Linked DNA regions of Mus musculus: regions 1 and 2 are each linked to region 3. A link is a contact called in public HiChIP or PLAC-seq and promoter capture Hi-C data. All regions are on one chromosome and are shown on one strand. The core of a region is the stretch at or near the end of the contact, and the rest is flanking DNA. Distances in the headings are between cores, read along the strand shown. Region 1 holds the start of Med18 (mediator complex subunit 18). Region 2 holds the start of Sesn2 (sestrin 2). Region 3 holds the start of Rps6ka1 (ribosomal protein S6 kinase polypeptide 1).

Region 1 (4,099 bases), core at 1,260-3,759, 1.4 Mb before region 3:
AAAAATAAATATAAAGATAAAACCACCACATGTCCCCTGACCTGTATCAGCTGTTTTCTTTGTAACCAAAAATGAGAAGGAGACCAGATGCCCAGCCCAACTGTACTAGGAGAGGTGAGGGCACTGTGATGTGCTCATATACACATTTAAAATGGAGGCCGTGGAGCAACAAAAAGCTAAGACACGTACCGAAATGAATGAACTATGAAATAACAATGCTAACTCAACAACAGACACAGCCCAGTCAGCATGCACAGCGCATGCACACAGTTAGGCTCAGGCCCGAAGATCAGAGGTTAACACTGCTCCTGGACACCCAGCCAGTTAGAGGTCAGCCTGGGGGTTTGAGAGGAGGCTCAGCAGCTAAGAGTGCTGGACCTGGGTTCGGTGTCCACCAGCACCCACACGGTGGCTCATAATCGTCCACGACTCCTTTTCAGGGAACTGGACATACTTGTCTGACCTCTGACTCCCACACATGCAGGCAAGACACTCATACAGATAAAATAAGATTTAAAAATCTAAAAGAATCATTTTAATCATACTTGAAAAAAATTAATCAGCCTGGGCTCCTTAGTACTGCTTCCAAACAACAAAAACAATATAAATTCTGTCATAGGACATGACTTTATCAAGGATATAATGCTAGGAGAAATAAGCCAGTTGGGGACCTCACTCATGTGGGGCATCTAAGCAGCTAAGGTAGGAAACACAGTGGAGAGGTGAGAGGGAGACTCGGTATGAGGTTTTTTTGGTTTGTTTTGTTTTGTTCTTGTTTTTTGTTTTTAAATTTTATGTGTAAGAAGGAGTGTTTTGCCTGCAAGCTCATCTGTGAACTACCTGTATGCCTGAATCCATGGAGACCAGACTAGGGCATCAAATTCTCTGCAACTGGAGTTACACACAGTTGTGAGCTGCCATGTAGGTGCTGGGAATTGAACCAAGAAGCAGCCAGTGCTTTTAACGGCTGGGCCTTCTCCTCGGGCCTGAGTTTTAATTTTTCAAGATGAAAAAAAAAAAAAAATGAAAGTCATGCAGTGGTGGCTTGTGCCTTTAATCCCAAGCACTTGGGAGACAGAGCAGATGGACCTCTGAATTCTGAGTTCGAGGCCAGCCTGGTCTATAGACAGCGAGAACTATACGGAGACAAACAAAAATAGAGGAAAGAAAGAAAGAAAGAAAGAAAGAGCAAGGGAGGGAGGGAGAGAGAGAGGGAGAGAGGGAGAGAGAGAGAGAGAACAGACAATAGGACAATAGTGGTAAATATCTATAATCCCAGGCCCCTGCAGCCAGAAGGGTCTACAGAGTGAGTTTCTGGCCATTGAGCCATCTTCCCACCCACCCTCTTTTAAACACAGTTACAGGAACCCTACAGTTGCCTATAAGTCATCTCAACTTGCTCTAGCCAGAAAAAACTGAAAACTTGGTAACACAAGCTCCTTGGCTGACTTACCCTGCAGGAGGTACTCCATCATGTTAATGGTGCCCCCAGTGACGGGCATCATGGTGACTGGAGGCGCCTCCATGATGCCTCTAATTAGGTTCAAGACAACAGAACTGCAAACAGATCTTCCAACCGGAGAAGCACAGGATCCACCTGGAAAAGTCACACTTGTCCATACCCTGTTTGCTGCGGCAGTGGCCTTGAAACCAAAGCTCATTCAGTCTTAACTTTGCACATCTGCTTATACAGCCGGTTCCAAGAACGGGTGACTCGGGAATAAGAGGGGTTCTAGCTCCGGAGATACGGAATAGCCATCTAGTATCAAGTTCTGAACCTTATAAACGTTTTTCTATGTAATCTCGAGGCAGCTATGTAACCTCTTGTTCCGAAACCTACTGTCTCGTTTAAAATAAGACCAAGGGTGTTTAACCCCACAGCCCTCGTCTCCCCCACCCACTACCTGGCTCGAAAGAAACCGACATTCATATTCAAAAATGGTAACTACACTGGGCTACACTGAGAGGCCTCGTTTCCAAACATAAAGAAATAAAAACCGGCTGTGTTGGGGGGAACATCTGTAATCTCAATACTTGGGGACAGAGTTAGAAGGACGGCTGCAGCTTCGGGCTAGACTGGTCTATATAGCAAATCCCGGCCAATTAGGGCATCACAGTGAGACTGTCTCAAAGAAAAAACAAAAGAAAAGATCCGAGGGAGACCTAAGGACCTTGTCCACCCTTCACTCTATGCGGAGGCCATGCAGACTCAGGGAAAGGCCCCAGGGCACACGAGCGATGTAACTAGAACTGGTTCTGCCTTTATGAGAACGCCTCTGCAAATGAGCCAGGCGGGAAATATGAAGTTAGAGTGACTGTCCCGGTCCTCCCACGCGGGCAGCCGGGACACGTGTGCACTTACACTAGCAACACGTCTCCGTCCGCGCTACAGATCCTTGTAAAGCTGGAATTAAATCCACGCGTGCACACCCGCAATCCGCACCCCCAAATGCCGCCAGCGCAGAGCCAGAGAAACCGCCAAACTCTCCCTTCAGCACTTCCGGTAGGAAGCTGAGGGACAGGAAACTTCTCCGCTACCGCCCCGAAAAGTAAGGGTGCCGAGAGGGCAAGGAACGCGCCCGCCTTCTGGCACCGGTGTGCAAGAGCGCACGCGCAAGGTTCGGGGCTGCTGTTGCTTTGGGGTCCTAGTCTAGAGTGGTACCGTGGAAGGTGACTGTCATAGGACAGCTCTAGGATACGTTTTTTTTTTTTTTTTTTTTTTTTTCAGCTTCGACGACCTGGATGTTTTGATCAGATCTCATAAAGCCGATTGGATACCATATTTAAATTTTGAACTCAGCCACTGGGGGGAGCGAGGAAGGAGAGTCACATTGAAAAAGAAGGGAGGCGGAGGTGGCGGGGCTGGCAGTGAAAGAGATGTAAAATGAATAAGTTAAAAATTAAATTAAAGAAAAAGAAAAGGAAGGGGTATGTTGTAAATCGGAAACGCTAACCACAGCGTTGTGTATTTATATATAGACCTCAGCAGGAACAATATTTTGTGTGCTTTCAAGGGTCTGGAGAAACAGCTCAGTGCTAGAGCCTTGTCTGACATGTGCAAGGCCATAAGTTTAATACAAAACAACAGCAAACTTGTTCAATTTACAGTGCATACCATAACTTTAAATACATGGGACCAGGCACAGTTCAAATCTGAGAACCTTGGGAAGCTGTGGTAAGGATCTCTCCAGCAGAGCCATTCAACGCTTAAACAATATTGTGAGGTTTTTAATAAATAAATAAATAAATAAATAAATAAATAAGTTAATTAATAAGGGCTAGAGAGATGGCTGAGCAGTTAATAGCCCCTGCTGCTCTCTCAGAGGTCCCAAACTCCCACATAGTGGCTAACAACCATTTATAATTTCCTTTCCAGGGGCTCTATTACCTTGTCTGACTACATCAGTCACTGCATCCGTGTGGTAGACATGCATACACACTTGCAAAAACACTCATAACACAAAATATAAATAAATAACTAGGGGCTGGGAAGATGGCTAAGCAGTTTAGAGCACTTGCTGTTATTCAGAGGACCTGGGTTCAGCCCTAACACCCATATCATGTGACTCACAACCACCTGCCACTCTAGTTCCAAGGGATCTGACACCCTCATCTGGCATCCATGCTAAAGGACATACATGGTACACATATATCTAGGCACACATATACATTAGATAGATAGATAGATAGATAGATAGATAGATAGATAGATAAGGATTTTAAATTCAACAAGTACTTATTGAACTCTGTACATATGCCAAACACATAAGGGACATAGAGTGAGGCACCCTTAATCTTTCAGGACCCCTCCCTCCTTAACATTTCCCCAAAGGTCACTACCTCAGGCAAGGGTACCTGGTTCCCAGTCAGTCTGGGCAGCTTGTATCAGCTCAGGGCTCCACCTTGCTGTCACATGAAATCAGCTTGCTTCTCTGCCACTTTGTTCTTCTTTCTGCCACCTCCTCCCATGGCTTGACAGTTTAATCTCTAATACATCTTTCTTTGTAATCATGGAATGGTCTAGTTCAGTATATATCAACATAATCACTTATGACATTCAGACAACAACAAGAAGTTGAGTATTTAAGATTAAGAAAAA
Region 2 (4,170 bases), core at 1,174-3,673, 1.4 Mb before region 3:
AAACAGACATCTTTTCTTGAGGAGTAGAAGATGTAGAAAAAAATGTTGCAAACATTATCAGCTTTCCCCGAAACTGCAAAGTGACTTTCTTTTTCTTGTTTTTGTTTTTCGAGACAGGGTTTCTCTGTGTAGCCCTGGCTGTCCTGGAACTCACTTTGTAGACCAGGCTGGCCTCGAACTCAGAAATCCACCTGCCTCTGCCTCCCAAGTGCTGGGATTAAAAGCGTGTGCCACCACCGAGCAGAACAAAGTGACTTTCTTAAATCCAATGTGTAATCCTAACAGGCAGGAGGCTGAGGCAGGAAGATAGTCATAAGGTCAAGGCCAGCCTGAACTACAGAGTGAGACCCTGTCTCAAAGAGGATGGGCCTTCCTCTAAGGCATACCCAAGATCTACACAGACCACCTGAGATTTTCTTCCTACAGGCACAGCAGGCAGAGCGCTGTGCGGGCTCTCCTCCTCCCAGAGTAGAGAATAGACTCTGGAAGCCCCTTGAGAGGCACTGGGGGGTGGGGAGAGATGTCAGCTAAAGTCAGTCTTCCAGAAGCTAGCATTTTAAATACAAGGCCAGCCCCCCCCCCCCCGCAGTAAATATGTCCCAGGCACTCTTCATGCATTTGCTTGTATTTTAAGTTAATGTCCAACAACCTTTTAGAGATACTATCAAAATACCCGGTAAGAGACTGCAATCAAAAGCGATCGCTCAGCTGAGATAACCCATCCAGGGAGAAAGTGAAGGGTGGGACTGGAATCCAGCCCTCACCTCCCTCAGTGCTCTGGGGCGCTCACTAACAAAAACAACATTGTTCACAAGGCAGACAAAAGTTATCAGCAAAGAGGCTGAGGCGAGGTGTCCTTTCTGCATACAGATTCCTAAACCATATGAAGAAGCAACAGACTGATGGCTGCCTCCAACGACCCCCCCCCCCCAAGACATTTCCTCAGACATGGGCTGGTTTTAAGATCATACACCTTGGGACTACCACTGTACCTATTTCCAGCCCCGGCAATAGACCTTCCACACTGCTCTAGGCTTAGAAAATCAAAAAGGATCAGTATCTTCTGCAGTGCCAAGCATTCTCCAAAATCCTAGTCACACACAGTCCAGAGAATGAGGGCTAGGCCTCTCTCTGTCCCTTTCGGGCCTCAATTTTCTCATTCTGTAAAATGGGGTTAAAATACGTTTTGTATTTGCTGTCTTTGTCAGACAAAACCTATATCCTGGCATCTAGTAGGTGCTCCATACACGACATAGACTATGTCCACTATCGAGACTGCTGGGAGGGAGACGGGGGCTTTATACTGGCATTATACCTTGTCTCCCTGTGAAGTCTCTCTACGCTCTGAGGAGACAGCAAAACAAACTTTGAGGACCCCAGAACAATTTAATAGGAAGCAATCTATCAAGGGACCAAGGGTTATCCGCTTTCTCCCCTAGCTCTCTCAGGCTGCCGCCGCCGAGGATCAGGCCGCCAGCCAGACCCATAAAGCACTCGGACCAGTCTCCAGATCGGGGGTGCAGGTAAGGACTGAAAAAGGGAATCGACCTTCCCTGGTCAGTCCCAGGTGGTTTACTCCCTTCGCTGAGCGACAGGACCAGAAACCGATCCTAGAAAGAGCTCCCAGCCCGCCTGCCCCCACCGAGAGGAAGGGATTCTGCGGAAGGGGGCGGGGAGGAGGAGTGGTCGGGTCTCTCCGGCCGGGATTTGCCTGGACTTGAAGACGCTCGCTTTAGCAGAGAACAAACCCAAAGAGCCACGAGAAGGCGTCCCCTCTCATTGGCCAGGAGTCCGAAGGAGCCAGGGAGGGCTCCGCATCCCCCTCCCTCCCAGGGTGGTAGTGGGGAGGGTAAAGAGAGAGAGGGCAGTGGGGAGGGGAAGGGAGAGCGGAGGCTGCAGTTGATGCAACCCTAGCCCTAGCTTACGTGCTCTCAGACCCTAAGCCCGGGGGGAGCGCACCAGACTTAGACCGGGTCTGCCCGAAGCTCGGCGGTGGCTGGAGGAGAGCGGGTTCGCCCGGCTGTTGCTTACCTCTCGGGTCTCGGGGCCGGCCACACCACCCCTGGTGAACGGCAGGTAGCCCTTGATCTCGGAATGGCACTCGGAGTCCGCTACGATCATGGTGTACGCCAGGACCCGGCCGCGGCTCGTCCGCGCCTGGGACACCCGAGGGGTCTAGGTCGGGCGCGCACAGGAGGCCGGGACTAGGGGTCGCCGGGGAAGCTCGAGATCCCCGGGCTGTCTCTCGGGATTAGGAGAACCGGCGCTACGGCGATAGACACTCCTTTCAGCCCAGCTTGGAAAACTGCGGCCGGCCTCGGAGGCCTGAGATTGGCCGCGGCGCAGAGGTTTTCACGGCCCGGAGTGCCTCGGAAGTCCGCAGTGGCCAGCGCTGCTCGGGAAGCCGGCGCTCCTCACCATCCCCACCACGGAACTGCCAGCGCTCGCCCGGCTCTGTCAGCCCGCTGCGGTCCCTGGGGGAGGGCGGGGACACAAAAGTCCCACGGCGCAGCCAATCAGATGCCTGTTTCTCGGGGAGGCGGAGCCGACACCTCCCTCCGGAGCCAACCTTCCGTCCAATCAGCATCGACAAGCGCCTGGGAACTCTGGGAGCTGTAGTTGGCCTCGCACAGATGCTGCAAACTTTTGCATGAAGGCGTTAGTCAGGTCTCTGGCAATACCAGATGAGAGTGACAGCCCAAGGAGTCATTAGGGCTGCGTGATGAAACGGGACTTCACGGGGCTGGGCCAGACAGCCAGGTGTGAAATCCCTTCTGAGTAAGTTCTTCAGCTTTCCAGTTCCTGGAGGGACTGGTTAGGTCTGCAGAGAGTTCTAACCACACACATCCAGTTCTTCTAATTATAGATCAAAACCCACAAATTTGAAGCCAAGAGCCACCACCCTGTCCCCTCAGGCCCTGAGGGATCTGCACCTTCAGAAACACTAAACCAAGGAAATCACCTTATTTGTGGAGTCTCTGGAAAAGCCCTCACTGAAATACCCTTGACAATCTCAAATTTAATCTCAATCCTCATTGCTACAATTTCCCCTCTTCTGTCCTGCCTTGGGTGCCTTCACACCGCCTTCCACCCTCCAGGCACTCATGGAAACTTTGTAACTTAGGTGTTTGGCTTGATCTATTTCTCACTTCTCCCTCTGGCCACTCCTCTCTGACTCCTCTTTTTCCATCCACTCCCTAAACGTGGGTGCTCTCCTAGTTTCTGTTTTTAGCCCTCTTTTTCTCTAGACATTCACTCTCATGACTTCCCTACACTCACCTCTTCCATCCAGATCTCAGCACTTTACCCTTGATTCACCCATTCACTTCTACTCATCTCCTTCGCGGTTTTTCTTCAGGCCTCTCCCGTTTCAAGTTTCTCTTTATTCTGGTTAAGGAGTCCTAGACAGAGCTGGAGCTGATTAATCCTCTCAGTTCCTGCCTGAAATAGTCTTGAGTTTAGGCTTATGATACCAAAGGTGATCTCCTGACTTGGTCTAATGCCTTCTGTAGGGAAGGGAGTTCACCTGCATGCTCCTTAGAGCCCTAAACTCGGGCTGGACCTTTCTCTCTGTGTTTTAATACTTTCCATACTGTAACTTGTGTTGTCATATTCTGTGTATTTGTCTTATCTGAAAGTTTTTATTATAAACTTGTTGAGGGCAGTGTCTACATTTAGACTTTTTTTTTTTCTTTCTACCTTATGCCACCTGGCACAACGTGCTTCTAATAATATACCCTTGGCCACTGAATATCCCTTTGGGTTAATTCTTTTCTAAACAACTCTATATCAGATTCAGCTTTCTCCTTAAAAACATAGACTCAGCCGGGCATGGTGGCACACGCCTTTAGTCCCAGCACTTGGGAGGCAGAGGCAGGTGGATTTCTGAGTTCAAGGCCAACCTGGTCTACAGAGTGAGTTCCAGGACAGCCAGGGCTACACAGAAGCCTGTCTCAAAAAACCAAAAACAAATAAACAAACAAATGCATATACTCTGTGGGATGAGGATAGAGGATAATATTACAGTGTCCACTTAGGACCCCAAGGCCTTGGATTCTATTCCCAATACCACACAGACACACGAACAGAAATAACAATAATGTCAGTAGCCAGGCTACATTTTTTTTTTCAGTATTATTTCATCAGCTACTGAATAAAGTGAAACCTCTA
Region 3 (4,347 bases), core at 852-3,351:
CCTCACTGCCCCACAGCTCTGGTTACCCAAACAATAACACCCAGTCCACAGGCACCTCCATGGCCTGGGGGAGGGGACCCAGGCAGCAGGACCCAGGGTTTTGCACCTTGTCAGGCCCAGGAAGTAGAGCTAGAAACTCATCTGTGGTGCTGGAAGGAGAGGCCCAGACAGCTTGAAGATGGACTTAGGGCCACACAACATTTCTGAAGTGAAACTCAATGAAAAAACTCCTCTCCCCCATCCCAGGAAATGTGACAGTCTCCCCTCGCCTGAATTCAGGTGCAACAGTATTCAAACTAAGATGTTTCCGGTTTAACCTGGCCCCCATGAGGCTGCCTCTGGCCTCAGGATTTCCCAAAGGGAAGCAGGAAGTGCTGCCCTGGAGGAGGCCAGCACTCCTAGAACTCTACTCTCCGCGCTAGGGTAAAGCTGTGAGTCCCTAGGCTGAGTCCCTCCCTAGCCATACCGAGGTCAGGCCTCCCTTCCTCTGGAGGCCCAGGTGGCAGGGGCGTGCCCAAGCCAAGGAGTACACCTCTGAGCCTTCCCTGGGGCCTTGTGCCCCAGTCCTGGGGAGTGTGGGGGGAGCACCAGGGGCTGCAGAGAGCAGTGCTCCTCACCTAGGAGGGTGAGTCAGCCAGACAGCCTCTGAGCGCCTGTGTAGGGCCTGTAAAACCCCCGTGGCAAGGATCCCAGAACAATTTACTCCAAATTGCGCCTTCAGGTTGGTTACCTAATCCAGCCGCGCCCACCCTCCAATAGCCAGTGTAGCCCATCCCTTTAAAGGGGCAGCATGCCCTGAGTGCCTGGAGACTTGGGGATCTCACTGTGGATCCTCTCTCTGCCCGTGGTCCTGAGAGACAGGGCTCACAGTGACTGACCTGAGGTACCAAGCATAGGTAAAGGGGTTCAAGCCAGGAGAAAAAGCATCTAGGTTCTGGGATCAAGTGAGGTCTCCTGTACCCCAGCCTCCTGTACCCCAAAACAGCTCCAGTGAAGGAAGGCAGAGTTTCACCTGCCTCCTTCGCAGCAGGAGAGCAGGGAAAGTTTTAAAGTTGCTGGTTCAAAACTTGACCTTGATCCCAGGGTGACAGGACAGCACAGAAGTGGCCTCCTGCATGCTCAGGGTTGGACCACAAAGCCCTCAAAAAAGACAGGAGTTGCTTCTGGGAAAGGCTAGGTGGCAGAAGCCATACTGCCCAAGGGCTCAGCCTTTTTCTACAGGAAAGGAAGGAGGGAGAGAGGAAGACGGAGGCAGAGTCTCTTCTACAGAGACAGTCTTCACAAGATCTAAGGACTTTCCCCACTCTTCAGCATAATCTGAAGTAGGAAGACCCGGTGTCATTAGCTTTAGGGCAAAGGAAAGCAGGCTCCAACTCCAGAGGTGGTATCGTCCCACGTTCCATAACTGCCTGGGATTCAGCAGGGCTACCTTCCTAAGGTCAGAAGTGGAGGAACGAAGAGAGGTCTTGGGGAGAGGTTAAGGTGAGAAACCGGATTCCCATGATCCTTGTCTCTAGTAGAAGCCTAGACATCTGACCCAAGCCTTTCTCCCTTCTGCACTGATTGGGGCAACTCCCACAGCTACTAAAAGATGATAAGCGGGATGGGTCCTAGGTGTCAGATCTCAACACACCGTGGAGATTCCTCTCCTGGCTACTGCAGGGAGGTACTGAGAGCCCAGCAGAACCATCCCCTACACACGCACACCCGGAGCACAAGGGGGTGGAGCCGGACAGTGAGCTAGAGACCGGAGGGCACTCACGTCCCCGCGGGGCTGCAGAGACGCCGCGGGCCGCCCCCGCCCCGCCCCGGTGCGGATCCGGGCTGGCCGGCCGCCGCCGCCTGTCCCCCCAACCCCCGCCCCTCTCACTCACCTCCGGGTCCAGCGGCACCAGCTCCATGAGCGGCCAGGGCTCCTTGAGCTGGGCGAGCGGCATCGCGCCGCTGCCGGACCGCCCGCGCTCCTCCCGGCGGCCCCGGGCAGCGCTGCCTCTGGGCCACGGGGTCCCTGCTGCTACACCGAGACCCCCGCACGCCCCTGAGCCCCTCGCGCTCTGGATGGGCCGTCCGCCGCCGCCGCGGCACTCGCACTTCGGCTCGCTCCGTCACCCGGCGCCGCCGCGCCCATTGGCTACCTGCGCGGGGGCGGGGCCTGAGTAGCCCCGCCCAGTCCCCCCACGGCGCGGCATTCCCGGCGCGGACCCCCGCCCCCAACGCGCCGGGAGTCAGCCTTGCCTTCACGAGAGACCCCAGCCCACTGTCGGCCCTGCCCACCGGAGGCTCCGCGGGTTCCGTTTTCCCGGGCTTTGTGCCGCTTTGCAGACCTCGCTGGGGCCTCCGTTGTCCTGTCCTAGCAGCCTTTGGGATGTTAACCCAGATGTGCCTTCTCCCTCCAGGGGGAGGGGCTGCCACCCCACATTTACATGGGACGTCCTGGGCCTGATCCCGACTGAGGCGTGGAAGGAGCCTGGGCCTTGTGCCCTCTGGCTCTCAGCTCTCCAAGCCCTTAGGATCGCCCCCTTCCGAAAGCTTGTGCACATCACGGGAGCCCACACTTTGGGGTCTCCATGTGATCCCCGGGTCCCAAGCCAGCCAGCGCCAGGACCCACAGCGCCCCCAGGGTGATTTCCTAATACGCATTTTTTTTTCTCCTTCCTAGTCTGTTGTGCCCTATCACTTGAGGGCGCTGGTTTCAGGCCAGGTCCGCGCCTCTTCCGTGGCAGACCAGATTGTGGTCTGACTTGAGCAGGAGTCCCTGGAAAGAAGGCAAAATCCAGTTCTGGTGGGATCAGGATTCTCTCCAGTAAGATTTGGCCTGCTCTTAAGGAGATTTTAGGCCCCAGGTGTCGTGAGACTTACTCTCAGGTGAAAGACAAGCTGGCTCGTTTATTAAAAGCCTCCAGCGAAGACAGGCGTCATTGATAGGGAATTTATTTTTTGTTACGTTTCCTTGCTTGGTTATGGCCATGGAACCCAGGCTTTGCCGGCCAGGTCGTGTTGAGTATCTCCGACCTCCACCTTCAGGCAGCTTGTGATTTTTTTTTTGAGACTCCACCCCATCCTAGTAGACACCCTAAGCTATTTATCCGAAGTCACACAGCAGGTCAGGAGCACACTGGTGTTTAAAAGAGTGTGGGGTGGGTCCGTGGATGGACTCAATGGGTAAAAGAGCTTGCCTTCCCTGAGTCTGATCCCCAGGCCCCATGTGGTGGAAGAGAACCAACTCATAAGCAGTCCTTTGACCTCCACAAATGTGCACAGGGACAACCTTCCCCGATAAAGACATTTTAATGCAGTACATTTTTAAGTGGAGAGAAGTCACTCACGCCTCTAATCCTAGCAGTAGGGAGGCAGAGGCAGGAGGATCTCTGTTCAGGGCTAGCTTGGGCTACTTAGCCAATTCTAGGCCAGCCAGGGCTACACAGTAAGAACCTGTATCAAAACAAAACAAACAAACCCCCCAAACCCCAAAAACCCAACTAAGTAAATAAATAAATGAATAAATAGAAATAAATTTAATCCAGGAGATTCAGGCCAGAGGATTGTGACTTTGAGGCCAGTGTGGACTGCATAATAGAGATGTTGTCTAAAAATCAAAAATTAAATTAAATCAAAAAAGAAATAAAAACAGATGCTGTTTTCCCAGTAAGCATTTATAATCTCACTGCGGAGGCTACTGACACAGGATCTCATTGGTCAGCCAGGCAAGCCAAATAGGTGAGTTCCAGGTTCAAAGAGAGACTCACACAATAAAAAGATAAACCTGTAGCCTAGACATACATGGTCACTCACATGCACATGTTCAGACATCCTCATGCACAGGTACCACAGACACATGCATACATACATGCAGACACATGCACACAGACATGTGCACACATGCATACACTCACATGCACAGACACATGCATACATACATGCAGACACATGCACACAGACATGTGCACACATGCATACACTCACATACACACAGACACATGCATACATACATGCAGACACATGCACACAGACATGTGCACACATGCATACACTCACATACACACAGACACATGCATACATACATGCAGACACATGCACACAGACATGTGCACACATGCATACACTCACATGCACACAGACATGCACATATGCATGCAGACGTGTACACAGACACATGCACATATAACACACATTTACATGCACATATGCATACATGCACAGGCACAAAGACACATGCACACATGTGTATATGTACATGCACATATATGTACAGACACATGCATACAGACACACGTGCACACACATACACAATGAAGTCGACACCAATTTCTCGAAAATCTACATGCCCCCTTATCCCGAGTCTCCCCT

The links. HiChIP or PLAC-seq counts read pairs in DNA pulled down with a chosen protein or histone mark. Capture Hi-C pulls out chosen DNA fragments and counts their contacts.
Region 1: an H3K27ac HiChIP or PLAC-seq map of microglia shows a contact between it and region 3, with 5 times the contacts expected there. The contact joins the promoter of Med18 here to the promoter of Rps6ka1 in region 3. A contact is called at or near these places in 1 of 484 Hi-C or Micro-C datasets (B cells), 1 of 115 datasets of contacts at active chromatin or transcription factors (microglia) and 1 of 9 other capture datasets (embryonic stem cells).
Region 2: a contact with region 3 is called in a promoter capture Hi-C map of liver, with 2.2 times the contacts expected there. The contact joins the promoter of Sesn2 here to the promoter of Rps6ka1 in region 3.

The regions. Positions count from the first base shown.
Region 1 is chr4:132,461,412-132,465,510 of GRCm38.p6, forward strand. It overlaps Med18 (mediator complex subunit 18), which reads right to left and starts at 2,510. Exons shown (of 3, transcript NM_026039.3): 1 at 2,363-2,510; 2 at 1,454-1,597. The coding sequence starts at 1,526.
Region 2 is chr4:132,508,033-132,512,202 of GRCm38.p6, forward strand. It overlaps Sesn2 (sestrin 2), which reads right to left and starts at 2,424. Exons shown (of 10, transcript NM_144907.1): 1 at 2,032-2,424. The coding sequence starts at 2,121.
Region 3 is chr4:133,885,696-133,890,042 of GRCm38.p6, forward strand. It overlaps Rps6ka1 (ribosomal protein S6 kinase polypeptide 1), which reads right to left and starts at 2,102. Exons shown (of 22, transcript NM_009097.5): 1 at 1,875-2,102. The coding sequence starts at 1,937.